3 separate regions of the Sus scrofa genome follow, and regions 1 and 2 are each linked to region 3. The links are chromatin contacts, called in public HiChIP or PLAC-seq maps. All regions are on one chromosome and are shown on one strand. The core of a region is the stretch at or near the end of the contact, and the rest is flanking DNA. Distances in the headings are between cores, read along the strand shown. Region 1 overlaps LOC106507659 (a long non-coding RNA gene). Region 2 holds the start of NFIA (nuclear factor 1 A-type). Region 3 overlaps NFIA (nuclear factor 1 A-type).

Region 1 (4,469 bases), core at 1,032-3,531, 230 kb before region 3:
GAAAAGGAAGTGCTCTGGGTAGGACTGCTGGTTTGATTCAGTACTTTGGTAGGTAAGAAGGGGAACTAATGAGTAATTGCTACACCATGGAAAAACAAAAGAACTGAAAGGAGTACAATTTTCCTGCCTAAATAATCCAGCCCTTTCATCATAAACTGGTACTATTACATGGATAAAGGCCAGAAAAATACTTATTATAAATAATTTTTGTAACCAAATCAACAAAGCACTCTACTATAGGTCAAATGCTAGAATTTGGCAATAGCTACATTATACCAACCTTTTCAATGTAACACTATTTGGTGTGTGTGTGCGCGCACGCTTTTTAGGGCCGCACTTGCGGCATATGGAGATTCCCAGACTAGGGGTCCAGTCTGAGCTACAGCTGCTGGCCTATATGCCACAGCCACAGCAATATCAGTTCTGAGCCGGTCTTGTGTCTTTGACCTACACCACAGCTCACAGCAATGCTGGATCCTTAAACCACTGAGCAAGGCCAGGGATCGAACCCACAACCTCATGGTTCCTAGTTGGATTCATTTCTGCTGTGCCATAATGGGAATTCTACAAGAGTATTTGTTGTAATGAGATTTGGTGGGTTCCATCATTAAATAAATGTTATTCATATTTATAAAAGTATACAGATCAACTCATTCCTTGGCTTCTCCATTGCACCCCTGCCCACTTCTCCCATGGTCAATATTTCATTAGGAAACACTGTAATACTCTACCATTACTAAAGGTTCTAGACGCCGTCATTTACTACACCTTCAACATGGAGAAACCATCAAGGTGTCCACTTCTCCAGGTGACCTTTCCCAAACTTGTATGTGTGCCCCAAAGCTAGTTGGGAATATGCTCAGTTTTGGTGCAGTAGAAGGTTCGTGGATGTATAGTCGGAAGATCAGGGCTCCTCATGACCTGGCTCCACCACTTCTCTGTAGGACATTAAATGATGCCCTGGGTCTCCCTGAACCGAGCTCTCCTCTTCTGTGAAGGGAGATCTTGAAGTCCTGCTTCACAGACATGATATGAGAATCACATGAGACCTGAGAATCACATGTGAAATTCCTAATATATATAACCAAGCACATAGTAGGTGCTTAATAAATTGATGTCAAAGGTAGATTCTGAAATACAGATCTAGAGCTGCTAAGTTGGAAATTTTCTTTAAAGAAAAAAAAAAAAAGGTACCAGCTATGGCTTGTATCCCCACGTCTTTGTTTTCACATCTTCAATATGGGAAAAACATATGCCATATAAGTGATAAAATTAAATGAGGTAATAGTAAATAGCAATACTAAGTGATGCATAAATATAATATGTTATTATATGTCTATAAGAAGGGGGTTAGCTAGAGAGCAGTTGTCAAAACTTCCACTAACTGGTCCTTCTATCCTAATCAGACACTCACACCTCTTTGACTCTCTCTATCCTCTTCAAAGGCCCTAATCTTCAACAAACAGAAAGAAGCTAGACAAAGTCTTATAAGTTAGATTTCCTAGGTTAAAAGACAGTTTTTCCATATTAGAAATCGATGAAATCTCCCTCTAGAAGGCACCTGCAGTTTCTCATCTACATTATCTCGTTTAATTCTAGAAAAGACCCTGTCAGGCAGGCACCACTATACCTCTTTTAAGGGATGAAGAAACCAAGGATTGGAAAGATCAAGCAACTTGTCCACGGCCACACAGCCACTCTTCTCAGCGAAACAAGCTGCATTTTCTAAGACCAGCCTAGAAGAGGGACTTTGGTCCATGAATCCTCCAACTCCTGTATTTACTACCTCAATTCCTCATTCCCTAAAAGCTCATTCTCAGTGCCCTCAGAACTCTTGCTGCTGCCAGTAGATCCATAACTCTGGAGCTCAGAACTCAGACTCAGGAGCGGGAGATGGCCCTGGAGAAAACAGGGTCCTGCTCCCCTGGGTGGCTTTCCTTGACGGGCTGTCTCCCTTTCTCCCTCCTGCTATCCGAAACTTGCCTGTAGGTGGCGCCCTGATTCGCGGGGAACTTGGAGGGCGAGGACGCGGGTCACCAGCTGCCTCCCCTCAAGGCCAGTTTAAATAGTCCCTTGGCTGCAGCTCAGCACAGGAACCCTGGTAATGTGGTTGTGCCCTTCCCCCGCCCGGTCTCTCTTCCTCTCCCCACTGCCCCTCCCCTCCCCTCTCCCCCACCCCCACCCCCACCCCCCCGTGGCTGGCGCGGTGCAGGAGCTGTCTGCCTGTGCTTCCTCAGAGGTTGGGCTCGGGAGCGGATCTCCAAGCGCTCTAGGCCGAGCTTGGCGCTTCTGGGCGGTGCTTGGACCCCTGAGCCTCGGCCTGCCGACGGCCTCCCCCCACACCCCGCCCCACTCCTTCCCTGCACCCCCTGGTGCTGCAGCTGTAGCGCGGGTGGAGGGATGGAGGGGAGTGTGACCCTTGAATGCTGCGCGGGGCGGAGCAGCTTTAAAAACTTCTGAAAGGCCACGTTCAAAGCCTCCAAGGACCGAACTTGGGCCGGAAGGCGGTTTTCTTGGAGGGGCTTGCAAGGGGGCGGAGGGGGTGCACCTGCAGGGCCGGGAGCGCGCAGCCTGGGAAGAGGGTCCGGGTACCCGCGAGCCCTGAAGCCCCGGCCCCGCACTCGCCACCTAGCCTCGGCCTCCTCCGCCCCAAACCCTAGCCCCCTCGGGGGAGCGCGCAGCCCCTCCCCGGCCTTCGGCTTTCATCCTCCCCGCCGGGCGGCAGCGAGGCGGGATGGGAGCCTCCTAGGGCTGCGCATTCACCGCGGGGTCTTCCTTCCCTCCGGCCCCTCCCCAGGAACCCGAGTTTTCGCAGCAAAGTTGAATTACCGGATTTTAATTCCAATCCGCCCGAGTGGGAGATGGCTGAGGAAGGAGAATGTTTCGCGACAGAGGAAATATTCCCAATTTACCTCTTACCCCCATAAAAAGCCCTGGGGAGGGTGAGAAGGAAGGGAAAGCGGGAGGGGCCCGCGCTGGAGGAGAGGGGGCGAGAGTGGCACAGTGGCGGATAGGACGGTGGCACGGGCGGCGTCTGGAGTCGCCGCCGTCGTCGCTGTGCTCTCGGGTTGTGCCATCTGGGGTTAGATGGGGAGGGGCCGCCGCGAGCCAGGCCCGCTCTTCTCGTCCTGGGAGCGGATGCCGTCTCTCGCGGGGCCGAAAGCGAAGGGCCAAAGGGGTTTTCATTAGTACCGAATTATGAGGATCATCAGGCTCCAAAGTCCTTCCTATGGAGGCTCTTGAATGAATTAGGTAAATGATTTGCTCCACTGGTAGTTTCGGAAGAAGACACTTTTCTCAGAACTTCTGAAATGGAGCGCTTTACCCTGGGACCAAATGCCGGCAGGGCTCCTTTCAGGACGGTTTCCACTCCTTCGGTCTCGCTGGGTGCGAATCACTGAGTCGGTTAGTGGGGACACGTGGGAGAGGTAGATGTGAACTCGAACAAAGCGGTGTGACTTAGTTAAGGAAGAAAATGAGCTACTGAAAATAGAGGAGTTTAAAAATAAACTACATAAAGTTGATTATTTTGCTTGAAGTCCGTTTCCTTGATCTGAGAAAGTAAAATAAGTGAGAGTTGGGTTTTACTTTTTTTTCCAATTAGTTGTTTATTACATTTTCTCAAAGGCCTTGAAAGAATCATTATAGTAAGTTTTTAAGGACAAATGGTTGCTGGCATTACAGACAGAAAAGATGTGGCTCCAGGAGAGTTTAGTTGCAACATTAACTCTCAAATTTAGCATCAACTTTATGGATCTTTTTAAAAATAGGGACATGTTTTTATTAACTCATAACTACAGGAGGTAGGGAACACCAAGAAGGAAAGAGACCAAAGGAGAAAGAGAGCAATGGAAACTAAAAGAGGCGAGATTAACTGTAACAGTCTGGCCTTCAATGACTCCCAAGCCGACATCCTAGAGCACTGCACATTTCTGGTAGTTTTTACCGAGGATATTGGTGGGCCTGGTCTCTCCATGCTTCCCAAGAAAGAACAGGCTTAAGCAAAATGTGTCCCCTTTTGTGAAGATCTAGCTCTTGCTTAATGAAGTTGCCCTAATGGAAAAAGGGGTTCTCCTGCTCTTTCTGGCCTGAGCCGATTTCTCTTCCTTAAAATTGGTAGATGTGCTCAGCCTGCCCAGCGCTAGAGTCAGAGAAACAGATGATCCGTCTGTCCGCAGTGGCCTGAGTACCTTGCCCTGGCGTTTTAGCAGACAAGAACTGGCATGTTGAAACTGTCCATCTGATCTTAGCAAAGCCAAGAGATTGGGTTTCCTACAGACTTGCCCACTTTGGGCCCTGGCACTCTGTGTACAGGATGAAAGGAACATTTTTATCCCTTAAGACTAAAATGTAACCTTTAAAATGGTTGAAAGCATGGTCAAGGGCTCAAAGGCAAGGTTGTGTTCTACCCAGAACAAGTGCAACTTATCAGGGTAAAGAGCAAGAAACTTTGCAAAAGTGGGGATCAC
Region 2 (4,627 bases), core at 1,968-4,467, 200 kb before region 3:
ATATAGAAGTGGCAGTTTGAGGGTTAAGGAAAGCCTCTTTTGCTAATAGGCCTTATTATACATAGTGTGGCTATTTGGACTTTGGTGAGAGTCTGGAAAAACCACACTCCTAAATTGTCCCTGTTGATCAAAGTCCTTGAACACAAATACCACCCGTGCATCTCCCTTGCTTCCCCACCTCTCTCCTACCGTTCACTCTTTTCTCCCTTTCTTTCTCTTGCTCATTCATTCCTGCTGTTCAAGATTTCATTTTCTCTCTCTGGTCTCTTTGCTTCCATTGCTTGCATGATCTTTTAAATTTGCATATCTTACCTTGTATATAGCCTTTTTTTTGTTTGTTTTTTATTTGTTTTTTGGTTTTTTGGTTTTTTTTTTTTTTTTTTTTTTGCTTTTTAGGGCCACACCTATAGCATATGAAGGTTCCCAGGCTAGGAGTCCAATCAGAGCTACAGCTGCTGGCCTACGCCACAGCCACAGCAGCATAGGATCCAAGCCACATCTGTGACCTACACTGCAGCTCACAGCAATGCTGGATCCTTAACCCACTGAGTGAGGCCAGGGATCAAACCCGAATCCTCACAGATACTAGTTGAGTTCATTCCTGCTGAACCACAACAGAAGCTCCACTTTGTACACAATCTTTTAAATATCCTTGATGCCTCCCCAGTCCCTCAAGCAAAAGTTTAAATGGCTCACGAGCCTACCGTTTTGCCTCCATCTGCCTTTCTAACTCCTTTTCTAGTTATGGTAACACAGCTAACACTAGCTAGAACAAGAGCCACACCTGAACCTGTCCCCATTTTCTGGCCTGTTGCACATACAGATGTCACTTTGCTTTCCTGGACAGGAGCGCCCTGCCTCTTGATTTTCTACCTGACAAATGCACACTTTTGGCCTAACACAAAGGTCATTTCCTCTTTTTTTAACTTTTTGTCTGCACATCTGTGCAAAATTAGTCATTCTGTCATCTGTATCCTATTGCCCTTTATGTATATCTAAGTTGGACTTAGCGATTATCACATTATATTCTTATTTACCTTCGTGTCTGGTCTCTGTCATTGAACTGAAAGCTTCTTGGAGGCAGGGATAGTATCTTATTCTGTATATCCCAGCTCTTGGCACATTCAGTGTACCTAGAACATGGTACATATTAAACAGAAATGGTATTATTATTGTAGCTGTGTATTGACCATGCATAATGTACTATGTAATAAATATATGTTCTCTGGATATGTCCCGTTTTTCAGATGAGGAATCTAAAGTAACAGAGTTTAATTCATCTGTTGGAGTCACATTGTAGGACCAACATTAACACCTAAATGGGATTCCAAAGCCATGTTGTTGTTGACTAGATGGAGATGTGAAAGGTCTCTTTGGAAATGGTGCTAAACTACCATATTAGATTAAGTTAATGAATTATAGACATTGCAGACAAAACTCACTGTTACCACCAATTGACAAGGCCTGGCTTGCTTCGCATTAGGGATTACTCAGACTATAGCATTTACAGAGCAATGCAATACAAGCTGATACCTCTTGTGCATTTCAAAGGCTCTTAGCTCTTGACAAAACAGACCTCCATTCTCACATTAGGTAGATATCCTATGTTACAGGTGTTATGCAACCATCTCAAGATCACACAGCCGGCCGAGCTCCAGCTGAACTAGGCCTAGAACTTTTTTGGTTACTTAAAAAATTTATTTTTCCTTTTTCCTTAAGCCACTACATTTCATCAAGTGTATTTCTAGGGCAAAAGTATCATACCATGCCAAGTGGAAATGTATGTTCAGTGGAGGAGGCCAGGATTAAAATGCCACAGAGTTTCTAGAGCCAGACAATATCCGAATCTATCGGAGGCAGACCAGAACAGCAAATGTTGCCTAACACCAAGGGCAGTCACAATATAGTACCTCCTAGTAATGCTGCATCAGTTACCTGGTTGTAAAGTGCAAGCCTAAAGCCAAAAATGTGGTTCAAAATAGAATAGGAGGATTCTCTAACTTCTGATTTAACTGCTCGAGGTTCTGTTATCAATTAATTAGGTAACTTCACCAAGGACAGTTAAGAAAATCAGGCAACCGCCAAGTTGCTTCCTATTCCTCTTGACTTCTTACTGGATAATTTTTATCAAGTGAGCTTAAGCACACATTTTCCAGTCACTCAGTTATTCAGCAAAATGTCCTAAGCTACTTAACTGATGCAAAGCAAACACATTAAAAAAAAAAAAAAGGCAATACCTGGTTGTGATGCTTTCCATTTAAAGGGATACTTCCCTTGCACCACCACTGCACCAATGCCTAGTCTGTTGCATAAAACAAACACATAAAAGGTTGACACTGAAATATCCTGATCACCTGATCTTAAAGAGTCTGGATTAATCATATAAGACGAATCAGTGAAATGAAGGATTTGATGTTTCAGCAACTGGGTTTTAACCCCCTACCTCCTTTAAATGTTGAAACAGGTCTCCTTTGGGGGGGATGGGAGGTGGAGAAGTGCATTAAATTTTGTGGAACCCAGGTTTTGTAAGGATATTGACCAATTAAACGCTTGCAATTACATTCGAATTTCACTGCATCTCCTGCTTTAAAGGAACAGCTTTATTCTTGAGGGAGCCCACCTAACCATTTTTATGTTCAGCCATCTGCAGAGAGTAGTGGCAATGCTTTTTCCTTTCTGAAGCTAGAGTAGAAGCTTTATTTCACTGCAAGTTCTCGGTGACATTTTGCACTCTCTTGATTTAATGATCCAAAGAGGATCTTTAACTCTTGGTCTACACCAGTGCAAATAAAGGTTAAATCTCTCACTAACCATCATGAACTAACCTAATAACTCACCAGAGGCTATGGAAAAAGAAACCGAGAAAGCAGGTGTGCAGACTTGATTAAAACGTGCAAAACCCGCACAACCGCAGGCAAAGGTATCATAGCCTCACATCTCCCTAGTACCGGCTGCGAGGTCCGCAAGCAGGGGAACTCCTACTGCGCCAAAAACACGGTCCTGTGAGCGGGGCCTAGTAACACAGGGGCTTTTCTTCCAAACGGTGTCCCGACCCGAGCTTGCGCTGAATGTCGGGGCTCCTATTGGCCACACGCCGTGGGGGAGGAGGAGACTGGCGGGGAGAGAGACGGGGGGAGGGAGCGGGGGCAAGGCCTTTCCCTGCCCCCTCCGGGCCCCCTCTGCAGGCAGCCCCGGCGCCCCGTGCGTGGTTACTATGCAAATTGCAGCGATTGCGGAAATAAACAAGCGGGTAGTGAGAGGAGAGAGGGACTGCGAACCGATTGCAACTTCGGCAAAGTCTCGTAGAATCCAAAGCACACAAGGCAAAACCAGAGAGAATCTGAGAACCAGCCAGCCCGGGTTGGATCGCTTTCAAAAGAGGAGAGACAGTGAGAGAGGCAGAGAGCGCGCATTGCAATTGCAGAAGCCTCCTGATTTGGAGAAAAAAAAAAAAAAAATCTCCAAGAAGCCTGCAATTGGCCAACAGCTTAAAAAAAAATCTCTTCCGGGTTTTCAACGGTTCCAAGTTTATTAAGATATCTTTTTAATGCAAAAAAAAAAAAAAAGGGGGACAACAAATGAAGCAATTCGTCTGAACATTTTAAAGTTTCTCACGTACTCTTTTTACATTGCAATGGTACGTGGTACATCTTAAACTTTCTATTTTGCGTTTATACGATATGCGTTTTATAAACAACAATAATGGTAGAATGGTTTTGTTAATGGCTAAGACTTAAAATTTTCTCTAGCTTGCATATGCACTGACGTGATTGCTGGGTAAATGTCTATTGTGATGGTTTTGTTTTAAAGATGTAGCTTTGTGGATGGCTTTTATTTATTTATTTTGCTATGTGCATTAGGGACTGGGTTTCCTTTTTTTTTTCTTCCTGAGATTTGAAAAAAATTGCTGAGCTTGACAGATTTTTTTTTCTCCTCCAAGTGCTTGCTCGGTTCCAGAAAGGGGAGGGGGGGGAATCCTGTACGTGCTCGGTTCTGTAAAAAGACGTCTGGCCTCAGCAGTCAACCTAACCCGAAAAGAAATGTCTGGACCGGAGAGTAATTGACGATTCGATCCTCTAATCAATGGGACAACCTGGGAGATTGACTAGAGCTTTATCCAATCATGAGGAAGCTTGGGTGTACACTGGCTCGCAGTAGCCAGAGGGGGCGGGGCAGACAAGATCTGAAGTTCTCTGCGGCTCTGAAGGGGATGGTGTGGTTCAAGCTGTCAAAGCTACAGGCTCTTCCGGATTTAGCAAGCATAATAGGAAAGAGTTTTCGAGTTTCAGAAAAGAAAACCTAATTGGTGTAGTTTTGTTTTGTTTGCGTAAATCGTATGCCTTCTTCCATTGCCTTTTGGGAAAAGTTTTTTATTTTTTTTAAATTCTTCTACAGAAATGTTTAACTTTGCATGAATTATTATTTGTAAGTTCAGGAATGTTGTTAAGGGTTGTGGAAGGTGAGATTCAGCTTTTAAAAGTATGTGGCTTAAAAACTATGGGACCGTAGTGAGCTTTCGGAAGTGATATATTGCATACTTAGCATTGCAAAACTTCTTACTCTGATTATCTTAAAAGCTTTGGCTTTTCAGGTACTTTGAAGGAATAGACAAGCCTCTCTTCTTGAA
Region 3 (4,444 bases), core at 63-2,562:
TTTTTTGCCTGATCAGTTTTACCGTATTGACATGTTTTTATCACTCTTCATCATCCCAAAAGAAGTATTCTGTGAGGTCCCAAGCAGAAGGGAGCAGAATTGAGGTTAGGGGAGCTAGATACTTGGCAAAGTAGCAAATCCAGTACAAAGTTTCCGTTCCTGCATCACGCAAGCTTGTGGAAACAGAGGCTAGTAGGTAGGCATTAGGATTTATTTTATTCCTTTCCCCAGTGATTATATTGATAGCGAAATATCTTTGTCTGAGTACTCCAGCAATATAGCTGTAGGCGCCATAAAAATGCATAGATAGATGGCCACCCGTTCAATTAAGAGGTCTCAATCCAGCCTCCTGTATGGAAACCCTGTCTATTTTAGGTTTAAATTTCTGCTCATAAATTTTTTAGAAACCAAAAGAAAAATTGCTTTTCAAGGTTAGGTTGAAGTCTAAGTTTCCTTAAAGAAAAAGCAAACCCCTAGATGGGAAAAATAAATTGATAACCCTAATGTACTTCCTCACAATAGCATTTCCAGTGCCATCATTTAAACACAGTTTAAATAATATTCTCTTCCTTGTAATGTACAGATCTTCTGGCTTTCATTCAGGGACCCAGAGAAAGTCACTGCCATGTGTGTGGGGGGAGTGCTCAGATACGAGAAGAGCATCTAGTTCTGTGCGAGTGGATTTTTTTATCTGGAGCCTCTAATTATTTCAGGTGGTGGGAATCAAGTGACCGTGTGATAACTGTCCCCAAAAGTAAGACAAAAAGTTACTTAGGCTTCTGACCTCTCTCTACCAAGTATGTAAAAGAGAAAAATAAATGAATTGTTATTCACCTTCATGATAGTGTTTTAATGCAAATGCTTAGGAAAGAGATCTTTTCATTTGTATCAATTATGTATGGGTAGAAATTAATTTCTGATTCTGGTCAGCTGGTTGGCTCCATACCTAACAGCATCGATGACTTTTTGCAGCCCTAGAGAAAATATCCACGAGTCCTCAACGTAGAATTGCACCGGGACAGGGTAGTTTTGTTCCTTGTTGGTTTAAAAATGAAACAGCATTAAATGGCCCATGGTGAAAAATACTTACTAAAGTTTTCAGATCATTTAACTTTTCTTGTAGATCTTTGGCTTTCCCTATCCGTTACCAGGATGGTGTATTTTAGTATGCGGTCCTTGAGTGGCTAACAGTGTCTCCAGCTTTTGAATAAAACTGGAGAAATTAAATTCCGTTTTCAGTTTGGCTACATGCCTCCTCCTCCAGTGTTTGTGTCTGAGCTTTCACAAGAGTGCTGCGGCCCCTTTCAGACCAACTCTGAGCTGTTTTCCTGCTGCTCAGTCGTTTGCTGCTTGTTTGCTTCTTTTTCTGTGGCTGGGAACGTTACACTTTCTCTGAACATACCTGTCGCCATCTTTTGTTGCTGTCCATGTTTTCTATAATTATGCTATCTTTTATAAATATAGGGTGGCAAATGTAAAAGAAAATTTAAAAGAACAAAGAAGTCCATCTTTAGATTATTAAAATAATTTTTGGTGTTTCTCATTGTTTTTTAACCTTAATATTAATAGGTAAATATCAGAACAGTAATTGGCTATGGTATATTTAAATTAATTGAGATTAAAAATATTTTTTCCTTTTCTTCACGAAGAAATGATTACTCAGAAAGATATTAGACCTAGCAAAAGAACATCGGCAAAGCTATGATATCGGAAGTTAGGTTTGCTAGTCTTACTCCAAAGAAAATGTTCTGTTTGGCAAAATTTTATTTGTCTATTTTGGGATATGACCAGGAAGAATTTTAACTTTCCCTACAACAAACTTAGATATTTTCTTTATAATTTTAATTGTGGATATTAAGGGTTTAAAAATTTCCAGTGCAAAAATAATGATGGTATGCTTTTTCGCCTAAAACATGTTTAGTTACTTCTAAGAATGTTTAAATTTTTAATTTTTAATGGCAAAATTACAGAGTATTCCTTTAGAAAAAGAGAAGGTAATCATGCCATCTTTTTAAATCACCTGTTATAAAAGTAATATTAATTTTTGGACTTAAAATTTCACCTATGGTCCAATATAAATTTGCATTCCAGTTTTCAGTGCAGACTTTGGATTTAACTTTGTGGTTCATTCTCAAGAATTTCTCTAAAATTTTTTAACCTGTACTGCTTTTGTTTGTGTTTTCACTGTGGCTATTCTTACATTATGATAAAAGCTACCACTTTGCCAGACTTAAATAAAAACTTATATTTTCACATTTTCTGCTGTTTGAACCCTTGATTCAATCTAGAATTTTTGCTGTAGTCATCAGGTTAAGAGCATCTGAAAAAAATTTTAAATAGATGTTTTAAAAATAGTACTTCCCGATAATTAAAATCTTCATTTGCCTAAAAGCAGGGAGCATTTCTAAAGTAATAAATTAGCACTTCTTGACCTAGGGTCATTCGTAGTGCTACTTCTTTTTTGCAGTATCTCCAAGGAAGAGAATGGTAAAGCTATAACTCTGTTGAAATAGAAGTAATATTTTCAATTTAATCACAGTTAAGTGTCATGACCTTTTGATCTTGCATTGAACTTCTTGCTGAAATGTGGTCAAATTTCAGACAGCTCCTTCTAACCCTGTGAAGTCAAGGTTAAGTTCAGAGTCAGGCTTTCCACAGATACAGAGGTTTTCCTTAAAAAAAAAAAAAAAAAGTTTTTCGATAATGTTATATACTGTTTCAAGTCTCAGAAAAGGCTTTACGTAAAAAATTCTGTCCTTGAGCTCTTCTGTCTGACCTTTTTTTGCCCGTAAAATGAATCACAAATATACTTCTAATTCTGTGAAATTTTTTGATCTAATTTAGTTTCATCTCATTTTAAAATTAGATGGCATTTTATTTGAAATTATCCCAGTTAGAAGTTACAAAATAATTGAATTAGTTTCTTTAGCTGGAAAATGATTGTATTTGTTTAAATAAAAAATGAATGGAATCCCATAAAGGTGTGCAAGAACCTGTTTTCGCTCACAAGCTCTTTTAGGATCTTCCAAATGCATCAGGGTGAGAGAAAAATAGCACCTAACGAAGTGGGGGAACTGTGTATCTTTCAGAAAGACGCCTTTGAGTGATCCTGTTCTTTTAAGTAAATGCACTAGAATATTAGGATTCTAGTATTTAATGGTGTTAGTCTGCGTAGTCTGTTGCTGTAATACAGAGCTAAATATCAACAGAACTTGTTTCTGTTGTTTGGGTTGCTTTTATATACCAGCTTCAAAATATGTTTTGACACTTTATTATGTTCTGAATCAAGCTTCAGATGTGTGTAATGAAGGATGAAGTCTTTATCAGACTCTAGTGTATAAATAATGGAGAAGAGCAGTTTGGAAATGGTCTCTCTCTGTCAGAGGATGGTTTCTGAAGAGTTTCAAGTTATGATCTGGCACAGGCCAAGCGCCACTGGAGGTGTAAACAGAACCAAGTCCTCTCGGAAGGCATGGGCCGCTGAGGCTGCTGTTTTCCTCCCTTTTCTTTGCTCTCCTCTTTTTTTTCCCGTCATCATGTCACTTCTGCAACGGTCTCATTCCTCGTGTACATGCTGAACCTTTTGAGAAAGTCTGGCACCTCTGATCCACGTTCTTTCACAGACCCTGTAATTTTTGGCTGTATTTTTATGTTTTTCAGATTCAAGTCAATCTGAAAGTCCCAGCCAGCCAAGTGACGCTGACATTAAGGACCAGCCAGAAAATGGTAAGTTTAGTTTGGGACGCCGGTTGCTGCTTTGAAAGTCCACAGTCGCCAGCAGCCAACCATGAGCAAGGATTTTGAGGTCTGCCCCTCTGGGTGGCCCACAGTAGGAGCGACTTTGAGGACTCAGGGAGTTTTCTGGGTCACTCCAGCAGCGCCAGGCCCTTCCTCTCAGCCACAGACCCTCCCAGGGTACTCCCAAGAATCCGAGTTCCCAAGAAAGTTGATTGCTGTGAGAGGTGGGGTTGATGTATCAGATCAGAGTCTTTTACAGCATAAGTGAGGAGCCAACTCCCTTTCATTTCAGTTCCTTTTAAGGTGGCAAGTGGCCCACAGTCTTCTTCACTAGCGACTTAAGTTTATTGACTGACAAGTATTTTTGAAGCCTTTTGGAAGCCTTTGCTAATAATTGCTATAAGAAAATTATCTCTGCCTTTGAAGGAGTTTTCACTTTAAATGGTCTAAAATAAACACCTGGCAGTATTAAAGTCATCAATTGCTTAATTTCTGTTCTGTATATGTATATATATATATATATGTATATATAAAACATGGAATACACACTTTATGCATATGATAATATTCACTAAAATGCTAATGTGTGCTATATGCACTCTAAGGACAAGAAAGCCTGTCACAGGTTAGAATCTTAAGCCTGAGTAAAACGATCAGTTTCAGTAAAAACTGAGAAGGTGACTAACGGTGCCCATCGTACGTTAAA

What was found. HiChIP or PLAC-seq counts read pairs in DNA pulled down with a chosen protein or histone mark.
Region 1: an H3K27ac HiChIP or PLAC-seq map of skeletal muscle shows a contact between it and region 3, with 5 times the contacts expected there. The contact joins two enhancer-like sites. A contact is called at or near these places in 3 of 47 Hi-C or Micro-C datasets (heart right ventricle and skeletal muscle) and 2 of 2 datasets of contacts at active chromatin or transcription factors (alveolar macrophages and skeletal muscle).
Region 2: a contact with region 3 is called in an H3K27ac HiChIP or PLAC-seq map of skeletal muscle. The contact joins the promoter of NFIA here to the enhancer-like site in region 3. A contact is called at or near these places in 1 of 5 promoter capture datasets (liver), 4 of 47 Hi-C or Micro-C datasets (brain, heart right ventricle, psoas muscle and 1 more) and 2 of 2 datasets of contacts at active chromatin or transcription factors (alveolar macrophages and skeletal muscle).

What each region holds. Positions count from the first base shown.
Region 1 is chr6:151,249,758-151,254,226 of Sscrofa11.1, reverse strand. LOC106507659 (a long non-coding RNA gene) reads right to left here. Exons shown (of 2, transcript XR_002345466.1): 2 at 2,821-3,553. Among named protein-coding and RNA genes, the nearest start is that of NFIA, 22 kb to the right of the region's middle. Within about 2 kb of position 2,281, at least 41 of the 83 cell types and tissues checked have an H3K27ac peak or open chromatin away from gene starts, as enhancers often do. A contact at or near this core is called in skeletal muscle, where this site is marked.
Region 2 is chr6:151,228,363-151,232,989 of Sscrofa11.1, reverse strand. NFIA (nuclear factor 1 A-type) reads left to right here and starts at 3,217. Exons shown (of 11, transcript XM_021097780.1): 1 at 3,217-3,637. The coding sequence starts at 3,548.
Region 3 is chr6:151,023,084-151,027,527 of Sscrofa11.1, reverse strand. It overlaps NFIA (nuclear factor 1 A-type), which reads left to right. Exons shown (of 11, transcript XM_021097780.1): 3 at 3,661-3,726. Among named protein-coding and RNA genes, the nearest start is that of NFIA, 200 kb to the left of the region's middle. Within about 2 kb of position 1,312, at least 7 of the 83 cell types and tissues checked have an H3K27ac peak or open chromatin away from gene starts, as enhancers often do. A contact at or near this core is called in liver and skeletal muscle, where this site is marked.